Linked DNA regions of Mus musculus: regions 1 and 3 are each linked to region 2. The links are chromatin contacts, called in public promoter capture Hi-C maps. All regions are on one chromosome and are shown on one strand. Each heading gives the region's core, a stretch centred on a gene start, on an enhancer-like site or on the middle of the called end of the contact. The rest is flanking DNA. Distances are from core to core; before and after follow the strand shown. Region 1 overlaps Zc3hav1 (zinc finger CCCH type, antiviral 1). Region 2 holds the start of Tmem213 (transmembrane protein 213). Region 3 holds the start of D630045J12Rik (RIKEN cDNA D630045J12 gene).

Evidence for each region. Promoter capture Hi-C pulls out the DNA fragments that hold promoters and counts their contacts.
Region 1: a promoter capture Hi-C map of stem cell-derived epiblast-like cells shows a contact between it and region 2, with 2.0 times the contacts expected there. The contact joins the enhancer-like site here to the promoter of Tmem213 in region 2. A contact is called at or near these places in 8 of 39 promoter capture datasets (3T3-L1-derived adipocytes, cranial neural crest, embryonic stem cells and 3 more), 1 of 484 Hi-C or Micro-C datasets (nephron progenitors), 4 of 115 datasets of contacts at active chromatin or transcription factors (embryonic stem cells and kidney) and 2 of 9 other capture datasets (embryonic stem cells and pancreatic islet).
Region 3: a promoter capture Hi-C map of epiblast stem cells shows a contact between it and region 2, with 4 times the contacts expected there. The contact joins the promoter of D630045J12Rik here to the promoter of Tmem213 in region 2. A contact is called at or near these places in 7 of 39 promoter capture datasets (the 3T3-L1 cell line, embryonic stem cells, epiblast stem cells and 3 more), 5 of 115 datasets of contacts at active chromatin or transcription factors (all in embryonic stem cells) and 2 of 9 other capture datasets (adipose tissue and liver).

Annotation. Positions count from the first base shown.
Region 1 is chr6:38,314,233-38,318,292 of GRCm38.p6, forward strand. Zc3hav1 (zinc finger CCCH type, antiviral 1) reads right to left here. Exons shown (of 13, transcript NM_001347122.1): 9 at 2,089-2,191. Among named protein-coding and RNA genes, the nearest start is that of Zc3hav1l, 17 kb to the left of the region's middle. Within about 2 kb of position 2,044, at least 28 of the 459 cell types and tissues checked have an H3K27ac peak or open chromatin away from gene starts, as enhancers often do. A contact at or near this core is called in stem cell-derived epiblast-like cells, where this site is marked.
Region 2 is chr6:38,107,545-38,111,191 of GRCm38.p6, forward strand. It overlaps Tmem213 (transmembrane protein 213), which reads left to right and starts at 1,809. Exons shown (of 3, transcript NM_029921.1): 1 at 1,809-2,011. The coding sequence starts at 1,867. The region is part of intron 1 of Atp6v0a4 (ATPase, H+ transporting, lysosomal V0 subunit A4); the gene reads right to left.
Region 3 is chr6:38,252,550-38,256,154 of GRCm38.p6, forward strand. It overlaps D630045J12Rik (RIKEN cDNA D630045J12 gene), which reads right to left and starts at 1,590. Exons shown (of 20, transcript NM_194061.3): 1 at 1,319-1,590. The coding sequence starts at 1,460.

The DNA.
Region 1 (4,060 bases), core at 794-3,293, 210 kb after region 2:
GAAGACAATTATATTAGGTGAATAGAAGTTGCGTTTACAACTGGGAAAAGTGAGGCTCTGAGCTCAGATGCCCGGCATGCACATAAAAAAGCCATGCATGGGGCTGGTGAGATGGCTCAGTGGGTAAGAGCACCCGACTGCTCTTCCAAAGGCCCGGAGTTCAAATCCCAGCAACCACATGGTGGCTCACAACCATCCGTAATGAGATCTGACTCCTTCTTCCGGAGTGTCTGAAGACAGCTACAGTGTCCTTACATATAATAAATAAATAAATCTTTAAAAAAAAAAAGTCATGCATGGCAGCCCCCACCCCTGCCCCCATAACACCAGTACTGGCAGGAAATGGAAACAAGTGTCCAGGGACGTGCTGGCTGGCCAGTCTCACTGGTGAGCACACTCTAGTGTCAGCTAGCAACTGTCTCAAGGTAGATTGAGGACAGCATACCAATGTCAATTTTTGCCCTCCACCCGTACCAGAATTGGTGAGGTCACAGCACACATGCGCACACACATAACTTTTATATAATTTGTTTATTTTTATCTTATGTGCACTGATGTAGTTTCAGACAGTCGTGAGCTGCTATGTGGAACCAAACTCTGATCCCCTGGAAGTCAGTTCTCTGAACCGCTGAGCCACCTTTCCAGCCCCCACACAACATTTCTTTAAAAATAGAGGCAGGGCCGGGCGTGGTGGCGCACGCCTTTAATCCCAGCACTCGGGAGGCAGAGGCAGGTGGATTTCTGAGTTCGAGGCCAGCCTGGTCTACAAAGTGAGCTCCAGGACAGCCAGGGCTACACAGAGAAACCCTGTCTCAAAATAAATAAATAAATAAATAAATAAAATAGAGGCAGGTACACTTAAATAGTTGAAAAGCAGCTTGGGGATAAATCAACTATCAAAAGTAATTTCAAAGAGAATGGGAAAATAGACCGTGAAATGGGTATTACTTGGCGTTTAATGAATTGTTGACAATTTTGTTAGATGTACACATGTGTTGTCACAGAGTCTGACACTAGGAGGAAAACAAACCAAAGCAGCTTTCACTAACTGAACACCAGTCGCACGGGCCATTGTTCCAGGCTCTGAAGGTGATCTCAGCAGGGAACGTGCTCTTGCCCTCGTGCCTTTGTGTGGAAGAGAGGGGGCAGTGTGGCCCATCTGCCCAAACCCCAGGGGCTAATAATGGACGGAGGACAGGTGTGAGCTTAGGTGACCTAGAACCTGAACCAATCCTGCACGCACATCCCTCCCGGACATGACTTCCTGCCTATCCCAGATTCGAGCACTTTCTAGACGTCATTTTCACGTTGCCTGGTGATAGATAACCCACCTTGGGCTCTCATAGCTACAAGAATCTAGAACAGCTTGGTTTTTACACCTGCCTTGACTCATATATCACACACCCCTAGAGGGGAAAAAAATCCAACTGCAAAGTTTTCGAACAATGAGATTTTACTGAGTTTCATAGAGACAGGCAAGTTACAATGAATTCCCCACAGCAAAACCCACCTTGAAATGCCCCATGGGTACAATGATTACAAGTCGATTAAATCTAACACCAATGCCTTTAGTGAACTTCATCTCTCCAGCTCTTTCCCCAGGCTACTAACTTAAGCCTCTTTCTCAGCCTCCTGTCCTCTCAGCACAACCAAAGACACAGAGAGGACCCCCAACAAAACAAAAATCCAGTGTATACACTTGTACACTCCTTGATCCAGCCAGTCGCAGCTGGAGCAAGTAAGGCCCAGAGTGCAGATGAGAGCGAGCAGCTAAATAGCCTGTAAGCTAAAGGCGGATGCTGGTTTCATGGTATAGCATCCCTTCCTCCTACACTCTAAACCCAAGGCCTTGTATCTGTTACACAAAGCTTAACCAAGTGCTTGCACTCCCTAGTCCCCTGGCCAGGAAACTTTCAGTTATGTCACACTGCTTAACAATTTCCTTACTCATAGATAAATCAAACAGAAACTACAGTAAGACAGAGGCAGGAACTTCCCAAGAACACAGACCTCCAGATGCATGACACAGCATGACGCAGCATGACGCAGCAAGATCATGGCCTGAGCTAACAGCTGCTGAACACTTACTCTGGACCTCTTCTCTTCTGCTCCACATCCTTCGAAGAAACAAAAACTGGCCTTCTCACAACATGCCTTTGAGTCTTGGAAGCTATATTCGTCTGAATCATCCCTTTAAAAAAAATAAAATAAAGATCAAGACTTGATCCTAGAAAATGATTCATATTTTTCCAGGTCATTTGCACAGCATTCATGATTGAATCTTTTTCTTTATTTCTTCTTTTTTTTTCTTCTTTTCAAGACAGGGTTTCTCTTTAGCCTAGGCTGTTCCAGAACTCACTTTGTAGACCAGACTAGCCTCAAACTCACAGAGATCTACCTGCTTTTGCCTTCTGATTGCTGGGATTAAAGATGTATGCCATGAATGAATCTTTCATGTACAAACAGAGAAGGGTACTTTTAGATAAATGAATTGTAGACCTGGTTCAAAATTCCAAGAGTGACTTTTTACAATTACCATGCATTGCTATAAAATAACATTTCTTTTTGGAAAATAGTTAAATAGCTTCTCAGAAAGCCCAACATATTCAGGAACTCCACCCAAACAAGTGAGAACCTATATCCACACAAAAATAGCTGCATTATTGATAACCAAACACTGGAAAACAACGGGTGAATGAATAAACTATAGAATGTATTCCTAATGGAATATTATTCAGATGTTAAAAGGGAAGGCAACATAAATGATTCTAAAACCCACTATTATAAGTGAAAGAACCCAGCTAGGTGTGAATATATACTTTGAGAATCTATTCATAGCTGGGTAGTAGGTGGGCCCTTAATTCCAGCACTCCAGAGGCAGAGGCAGAACTCTGTGAGTTCGCATCCAGCCTGGTCTATATAGATTTCCAGGATAGCCAGGGCTACATAGAGAAACCTCGTCTTGGGGGGGAGGGGGATTAATTTGAAGTTTTAAAAATGGTAAAATTGACCTATAGGAACTTATAGCAAAGTAGCCATATTTTTGTCATGGAGTAAAAGATGGGTTCCAGATGTCATAAACCAGTGAGGTCAGGGCTAGGCACGCCTTTAATCCTAGCACTAGGGAGGCAGAGGCAGGCGCATCTTTGTGAGTTCAAGGAGAGTCTACAAAGTAAGTTCCAGGATAGCCATGTAGAGAAACCCTATCTCAACATCTCAATACACACACACCAAGAAAGAGAGAGAGAGAGAGAGAAAGACAGACAGACAGACAAAAAGAGGCAGGGCAAACTTTGGGACAGATGGAAAGTGTCATGCCAACTGCATAAGTGAAATGGATCGTTTTTTTTTTTTTTTTTTTTTTGAGACAGGGTTTCTCTGTATATAGCCCTGGCTGTCCTGGAACTCACTTTGTAGACCAGGCTGGCCTCGAACTCAGAAATCCGCCTGCCTCTGCCTCCTAAGTGCTGGAATTAAAGGCGTGCGCCACCACTGCCGGCCAAATGGATTGATTTTACTGCGACATTAGGACTCAGTAAGGTTAATAGAACAAGGCCAAGAAAATTAAAAGGGTAAACTGGCTATTGCTGCAATGATGCTCAAAATCTCCCCATGGGTCTGATGTTAAGAAAGGAGGTGGGGGGCAGGAGAGATGGTTTAACAACCAAGAACACAGACTGCTCATCTAATGGGCCCACATTTGATCCTCGTCACCTACGTGGTAGCTTACAAATGTCTTTAAATCCAGTTCTAGGTGCCCTCCCTCTTCTGGCCTCCATGGGCAACAGGCACACAGTTTTATAACATGTAGGCAAAATATCCAAACACATTAAAAAAAAAAAAAAGTCCAGGGCTCAAGAGATGGCTCTGGGATTAACAACTGCTTTGCTTATAGCATTAATCTTAAAAATTTATTCATATTTTAACCAAAACATATAAAATAACAAATCTGATATACAATGATTTTCACTTAATAATAACCAATTCAGTTTTTGTTTGTTTTGATTTTGGAGGGGGTGTTATTTTGTGTTCGGGTGGGGTCTCACTATGCATCCCTAAT
Region 2 (3,647 bases), core at 559-3,058:
TTCGCGCTCTCATCTCTTAATTCCTAGCATTACGGGAGTGAGACGTGATCGCCTTTTGCAGAGCTTTCAGTGAGCTAGACTGCAGCCATAGTGATCCTTACTGGGCTGTGTGTAGGTACACAGGGGATAAAGTTCTGAGCTAGCCCTGCTGCCACTGGAAGAACCCATCAACTCCCATCTGCATATGCAAACGTCAACATGCAGCTAGACGTCACTTCCTCTGTATGCTCCTCCCCTGCCCGCCCCCCCCCCCCCCCCCCCCGCTCCAAAATAACCACTATCCCTCCCCTCTTTCCATTACTGTCTTTCCATACTGCATTCAAGTTCTTCCTTGCTTGGTCTCTGATGGAGTGTGCGCTCCTCAAGGACAGAAACCATGTCTGTTACCTCAGAGTCTCAAATGGCGCTCCTGGGCGCTTTTCACCCTCAGGGTTGAGTGTGGAACACACCGATGCAACACACCGATGTCAGCTCCCTCTTCTCCGCTTTCACTTCCTGAGATTTCAGTTACTTGGCCTCAGTTATACGCTGTTCATATTAAGTGGAAAATTCCAGAAGCAATTCCTAAATTGTTATTATTGTTGTATTTATAAGCAAGACTCCTTTTTAAAAATTTTATTTCATGTGTATTGGTGTCAGATACCCTGGGACTGGAGTTACAAACAGTTGTGAACTGCCATTGTGTGCTGGGGATTGAACCCAGGTCCTCTGGAAGAACAATTAGTACTCTTAACCACTAAGCCATTCCTCCAGCACCCACTATTTTGTTCTTGGAGACAGAGTTTCTCTGTGTAGCCCTGGCTGCCCTGGAACTCACTCTGTAAACCAGGCTGCTCTCAAACTCAGAGATCCATCTCTCTTTCAGGCATGCCGAGATCAAAAGCATGCTCTACCACCACTACCACAACCAGGCATTCCTAAGTTTTAAATAGTACATAATACATTGTTATAATTGCTGCTTAATTATTAGTTGTGTTAGTAATCTTACTATAACCATAAATTAAACGTTACCATAGGTATGCATTTCTAGGAAAGTGCGTACGTGCAATGCATGCGCGTGTATTCCAGCAGTATTCATGGTTTCAAGCATCCACTTGAGTTCTTGGAATGTACTGCCTTAGGTAAGGACACTTAAGAATACTGTCAGTCAAACATTTAGGCTAAAAGCAGCAGTCACAGATTGCCACTACTCAGTTCAGGACCTTCACACAGCCTCCCTCTTGCTTCCTGACACAGGCACAAATCTCCCTATCCAGAGTGGGACCAAATTTATCTATGTCAGGGTCACAGTGGGCTTCAAAGGAGTTTCCTACTGCAGGGCCTCTTTCTCCTCTCCACCTGTCAAAATCCTATGCATTCCTCAAGGCCCTGTCTGAATGTCATTTTGCTCCCTAAAGTGTCTCATCAGCAGAGGTGACTGGACTCTTGTTGCTGATGCCCAGAGTCCTTAGTCATGCAATCACTTCCCAGGTTGCTCAGGATCTTGGGTTTCTGTAATGCCAACACGCTAAGCTGGGGTGTTTGCAGGTTATAGCATAGTTCAGTGCACACAGCTGCAGGTAAGCAATAAATAATTGATAATTACTCAAATCAATAAGTAATTGATTTAGAGAATCTACACTATGCCTGCAGCTGAAGCAACAGCAAGTGCAGGTCTAAGGGAATCGCCTCCCTCTTCCTCAATGGGAACTCTTGTCTCAGGGAAGGAGGCCGGGATTGCCCCTCCCCTCCCCCAGCCACAGTTACAGAGGCAGGTGTGACAGGCATTTCACCTGGCTCCACCTTCTTTCTTTACCCCCAAACACTGAACAGACTCCCAGTTCCTGCAGGACAGGAGTCACCTCAAACCCAGCACACACAGGACACATGTTCTCCACCCCAGGGCACCTCTGCAGCAACATGGCCCAGTCAGGTGTCTTCCTCCGAAACCCTGGGCACCTCACCTCTGCCCCGCAGGCCGCCCTCCTCTTCAGCCTGGTCCTCACCTCCTTCCACTTATCCTGCGGTACAGGTAACAGTAGTTCTGAGCTAGTTCTTGGCCACCTTGGAAAGGGGAGGGCAGGACTCAGGGAAGGGGAGGATTCCTTGGCCAGGGTTGGTCCTGCCCAGAGGAAAGAGGAAACGGGAGTCCCTTCCCTGGAGGATTAGAAACAGAGCCGGCAGGGGTGGGAGTCAGCTGGGGGCGTCTTGGGTTCCTGGCAATCAATTCCTTTGGTAGGACAGCAGCAATCACCCCTGTTGACCCTTGCCACAAAACAAAACACAACAAACAAATTTGCCAATTTGCCAGCAGGCATCTCACTCATCAGGGGACCAAACTTGTAGAAAGGGGTACGGCTGGCTCCCCTGCTATTTCCCATAGCTCTTCCAAGGCTCCCTCAGGATGGACCCTCACCTCCCCTTAGCACCGCCGCAGAGGCTCCTTCCAACCCGGACTGCCCGGGCCAATTTGAAACTGGACCGCTGCTACCTCGGCTCTCTAACCTCCTCCTACCCCTCCCCCTCCCTGCGCCTCCTCAGGGCTGGCATCAGAAGCACAGCACAGTTTCTCACCCTGGGTAGTTTCTTTTCTCACATGGGAAGAGGCTTAGCTTTCCTAGCTGGGTTCTACACCTGAGCATCTAGCAGTCTGGCTTCGTCTCTCCTGATCCTGGCACTGACCTTGTCTCAAGCTTCCTTGGAGTGACCCCACTCCCTGGCACACCCTTCTCAATACTCTGTCATCCTGAGTCTCTAGTCTAGGAACTGTCAGAAGGCTCTTGGGACCCTTCAGAGCTACAGAACCTTGACGCCTCTCTCCTCATCTTGCTTATTAGCTGTGTGATCTTGAGCAAATTACTTTACCTCTCTGTGCCCCAGATTCCTTGTTTATAACACTGGGGAGTCAAGGGTGGTTTGTGATTTATTTTGTAAAGAGGAGATGAGTCACAGCTTGTAAATAATTTACAACAAAACAAGCACACAGTTAATGCCAGCAGCTATGATTATTATCAATTTATCAACCACATACTGATACATTGAGGGGGCGAGGTTTTATGGTTGTTCTTCTTCTGTTTACCATGACAGTGCCTTTTGGGTCTCCCCTAGTTCACCAATCCCTGGTTGGTTCTTAGAACACTGAAGGGTGATATTCAAATATAAAGCCCCTGATAAAAAGAGAGTTTTGACCTCTAAGAATCGCAACCTCACAGGATTCAAGCTAATACTGGCATCTCGTTAATTTTCCCCCCATTCATTTACTCTGTCCTGAGAATACTCCCACCCTAGGTGGAGAGACAAGCTAATGACATGACTTGGTTTTGAAGGGAATTTCTAATGTCCAGGAATCAGTTTCTCCAAAACTGGGCTCCACTCTAAACTATGTAAATGATTTACAACACTAGTCAGATTGTATCAAGGTTATTAGCATACTTTAGGCGGGATGGCGGGACTGGGATTGGGTGGCAGCAGTTCTATGGCTGTGGTTGAGTAACAACTTTCTTCCTTAATTCCCCTGCCCTGTGTAAACACCACCTCTGAAGGACAAGCTGACCCACGGGCAGTGGGGCATTAAGAGCTCTAAGCCCTCCTTTCCATTTTCAAGTAGACAGTCATAGAATTTCCCGAAAGGCTCTTCAAAAGTCAGTCTCTTGGGCAGGGGCACGGCT
Region 3 (3,605 bases), core at 340-2,839, 140 kb after region 2:
ATCTCTGGAGGCTTCGGCTGTGACCCCGGCCTGTGGGTCACGGAAAGAAAAAGGGGAATGGAGAGCTATAGCAATTCCTCTCATCATCCAGGCGGTGACCTTGAGCAAGATGCTTCTGCCTCGATTTCCTCCTGATCGAGTGAATGGGTCCCAACCTGTGCTCCCTTAAGTCCGTTCCTCGCTTGTATTCCACCATCCCCTTTGTGGCACTAGTTATAATGCCCACAGTCGGGCCTAAGGGACACCTTCAAATGCGTTCTACTTCCTTCAAACCACTTGGCAGTCCTCTGGCCCTGCTCCCACAAGCAGGCAGGGTTCTGGGCTGCTTTCATGGCTTTTCTGTCTCTCCTGAGCAGTGAGAAGAAGCTCTCCACCTAAACTGCTCCTTTCTCCTTTCCTTTCCTACCCACAAAGCAACCAAGCACGTGTGGGCTGGGGCAATCACAGGATGCACTGTGTCACCTCAGAGATGGTCTCCAGTCCAGTGCAGTGCGTGCTCAGGATGGATAAATAAACATTTCGGGGAAGCAACATGAATTAAACCATTTCCTCAACAAACAAAACCCACCCACACGCCTCATAAATCATGTCTCTTAATCCCATGCTGATGAACAGTCACTAAATTGCATCTATTATAAAAACCAACCATGACTCCTTTCATGCCCTGACACTTCAGACTCAAAATATTTTCACACTCCATTGTAATGCCTTTGTGGAGGTAATACCAATAGCTAGTTCCCTGGAAAGATCCATGGCCAGGGCGCTTTCCAAGAGATTTTTTTCTTTGAATGTTCTTTGTGTCCTGGCGCACTGGGGGACACAGCCAGCTTGCTTGCATCTGGGGTAACACTGGGTGTTCACGGCAATGCACAACTGCTCTTCTGCACACACCAGATGCATCCCTTTGCCCCAACAATAAAAGTATCCCAAAACATTCGCTACGCCACATTCACACAACCGTGCACAAACACAATTCCAGTGCCTGCATTTTGCAAAGGGGAAAAAGAAAATAGGCATCTTCGGAGCAGAAACCACCAAACCCGCCTCGGGCAACATGGTTCACGGAAGACTAGGTTGCAGACCTTTTAGCAAGACCGGTCAGAAACCGCTCGCTCTTTTTTCCTTTGGATTTATTCCTCTCCTCCATGCCTTTATTTGCAGGGCCCAGGAAGAATAGGAAAGCATCTCCAGCAAGGAGGGCGAGGGAGCGGTGAAGAATAAAAGAGGATGGGCGGGTGGGGAAGCCAGGGGGTGACGAGCGCGGCAGAGAAGGCGGCCAGGGTGGCGGCCGCGTCCCGGGGGGCTCCGCGAGGCTTACCTGGGGCGCACGAGGCCGGCCCGGCGAGCAGCAGCAGCCAGAGGCCGGGGAGCAGCAGCCCCGGGCGGCGGTGGCGGGAGGAAGGCCCGCGGCCGCACCGCTCCGGCACCAGTGCAACCCTGGCGCGGGGCTCCCGCTCCATGGCCACGCGTCGGCTCCCCGACACCCCGGCCTCCGGGCGTGGGCGCGCTCAGGCCCGGGACGCCGGCGTCCGCTGCGGCGGAGACTGGGCGCCTAGCACCGGCGCGCAGCGAGGCCGGCGAGGCGGGGGCGGGCCGGGCCGGATCCGCGGACTGGGGCCGCTGCACGCCGGCCGCGCCGCTCCGCCCCCTCCCGAGCCTCGCAGCCGCTGCCGGGCAACGCACGGCCCCGCGCGGGGAGGCGAGCACCACCTCCCGGCCGGCCCGGCGCCTGCCTGCGGGCGGCCCGGCGGAGGGCGAGGCGGGACCCGGTCCCCGCCCTCCCACAGGACCCGCCTCTCAGGAGGGCGCCCGGGACGGCGCCGCCCCGCACCCGCACCCCCGGGGCCCTAGAGGAACGGTCGCAAACCGGGTGATTCCGGAGCACGCTCCTCCCGAGCCGCCCACGCGGGGCGGGCAGCAGGTGTGTGTGCGGGGCGGCCGTGGTCCCTGGCAGACCCCGGGCTGCTGAGCGGACAAAGCCGAGAGAAGTCGGCTCTCTTTCCCAGAGCCCGCGCGCTGGAAAAGAATGGGGAGGAGGCACACAGGGCTCAGCCCATCCTTTGCCTTTCCAGAGCTGTGCCACCTTGTTGGCAAAGGTGGGCCTTTGGTAAGACCTAGGCCTACTGCCCTGAGCTTAGTGAGTCTTCAGAAAGGGGCTACTGAAGCTGAATCAAAGTGGACAGACACAAACACACAGATCCAGGCCTTATTTTTTAAAAAAGAAAGTAGCACCAATATATGATGAAAAAGACCTTGTTGGGGGTTAGTTTCCTGGGGAAATGGGGGTGTGGATGGGAGTTAGCATGTGTCTCTGTGCTAAGAGCCAAGTGCATTAACTCTGAAGGCCGAATAAGGTTGGAAGGTCCTAGAACACACTACAATTTTGGACAGTTGTATTTCAGAGGTTGCACCAGCCGTGGTCTGCAAGCCGTGCATAAGAGAAGTATCTTGTTGAGTGAGAAACTATGACAGACAGTGGGAAATGTCAGCCATCCAGACTGGCCAAGGATCAAGGTTGCTCTTCAGTGAGGTAGGCAAAAGACCCAGAAAGATGCTACCCAGTTTTGCTGGGCAAACTCATCTATCTAGGCAAAGAATCAGAAGTTCCTGTTCTGAAAAAAAAAAAAAAATAGGCACCTGTTAAATTTCAGGGAAGATGAGAATCTAGGTTATAAGCTTTTGTTGATGACCCTAATTTTTGCGTTCCATTGTGTCACTTGTCATAAGCAACCCCCATACATTGCTCTCCTGCTCCCCCAGACATATACATTCTTGGAGTTGTCTCCAGCATACCCAAGTAGAGAGTTTGCTTGTCTGAGCATGTTTGCACCCTGACCACAATAGCCCTAGGTATGGCTCCCCTCTCCTCGCTTTTCTCTGAATTACTCACCTGGCCACGGGGCACAGCCTGGAGCAGCTCTTGACATTTAGTCCTATTGTGTTGTTATTTTTTATGAACTTGTTAGTCCACACATACACACACACTAAGTTAAAATGACGTTCTAACATGTTATCGCCCCACACAGGATCCCCCACGGCTCCAGGAAGATTTCATTATATATTTATTGATGGGAATCTATGTGTCCTTTACAATTGGCCTCAGCCTCCAGGAAGTTCCCAACTGCACTAGACAGTGGGAGGAAGAAATCTCCCACACCATTCTGAGTCAACTCAGACACTGCTAGAAATTAACAAAAATGCAACCTTGGGCTAACAGGAAGGACCCCAGGGCATCAACTTTCTAAGGAAAAGGGGATCCCCAGAGTCCCTTGGTCTCTCTGCTCTCAAAACGTAAAACCAACCTCTGTAGGGAATTAGAGCATTCTCCCTCAGTGTCTAGCAAAATGACTCCCAGGGCTCAGCTGGCAGATAGTGTGACTCTGCAGATCCAGCAGGAATGAATGCCAAAGGGAAGCAGAAGTGTGTGTGTGTGTGTGTGTGTACTCATGTGTGTGCATACACAAGTGAACATGCACGCCCCCACACCTAGTCACACCTCTGTGCACATTTGTGTCTAAAAATAGGGATTAAGACACAGCCTCAGAGCATTCATACAAAACTATGCAATGGACAGTGGCAATGTCTTAGCACTTTGTATGACTTGT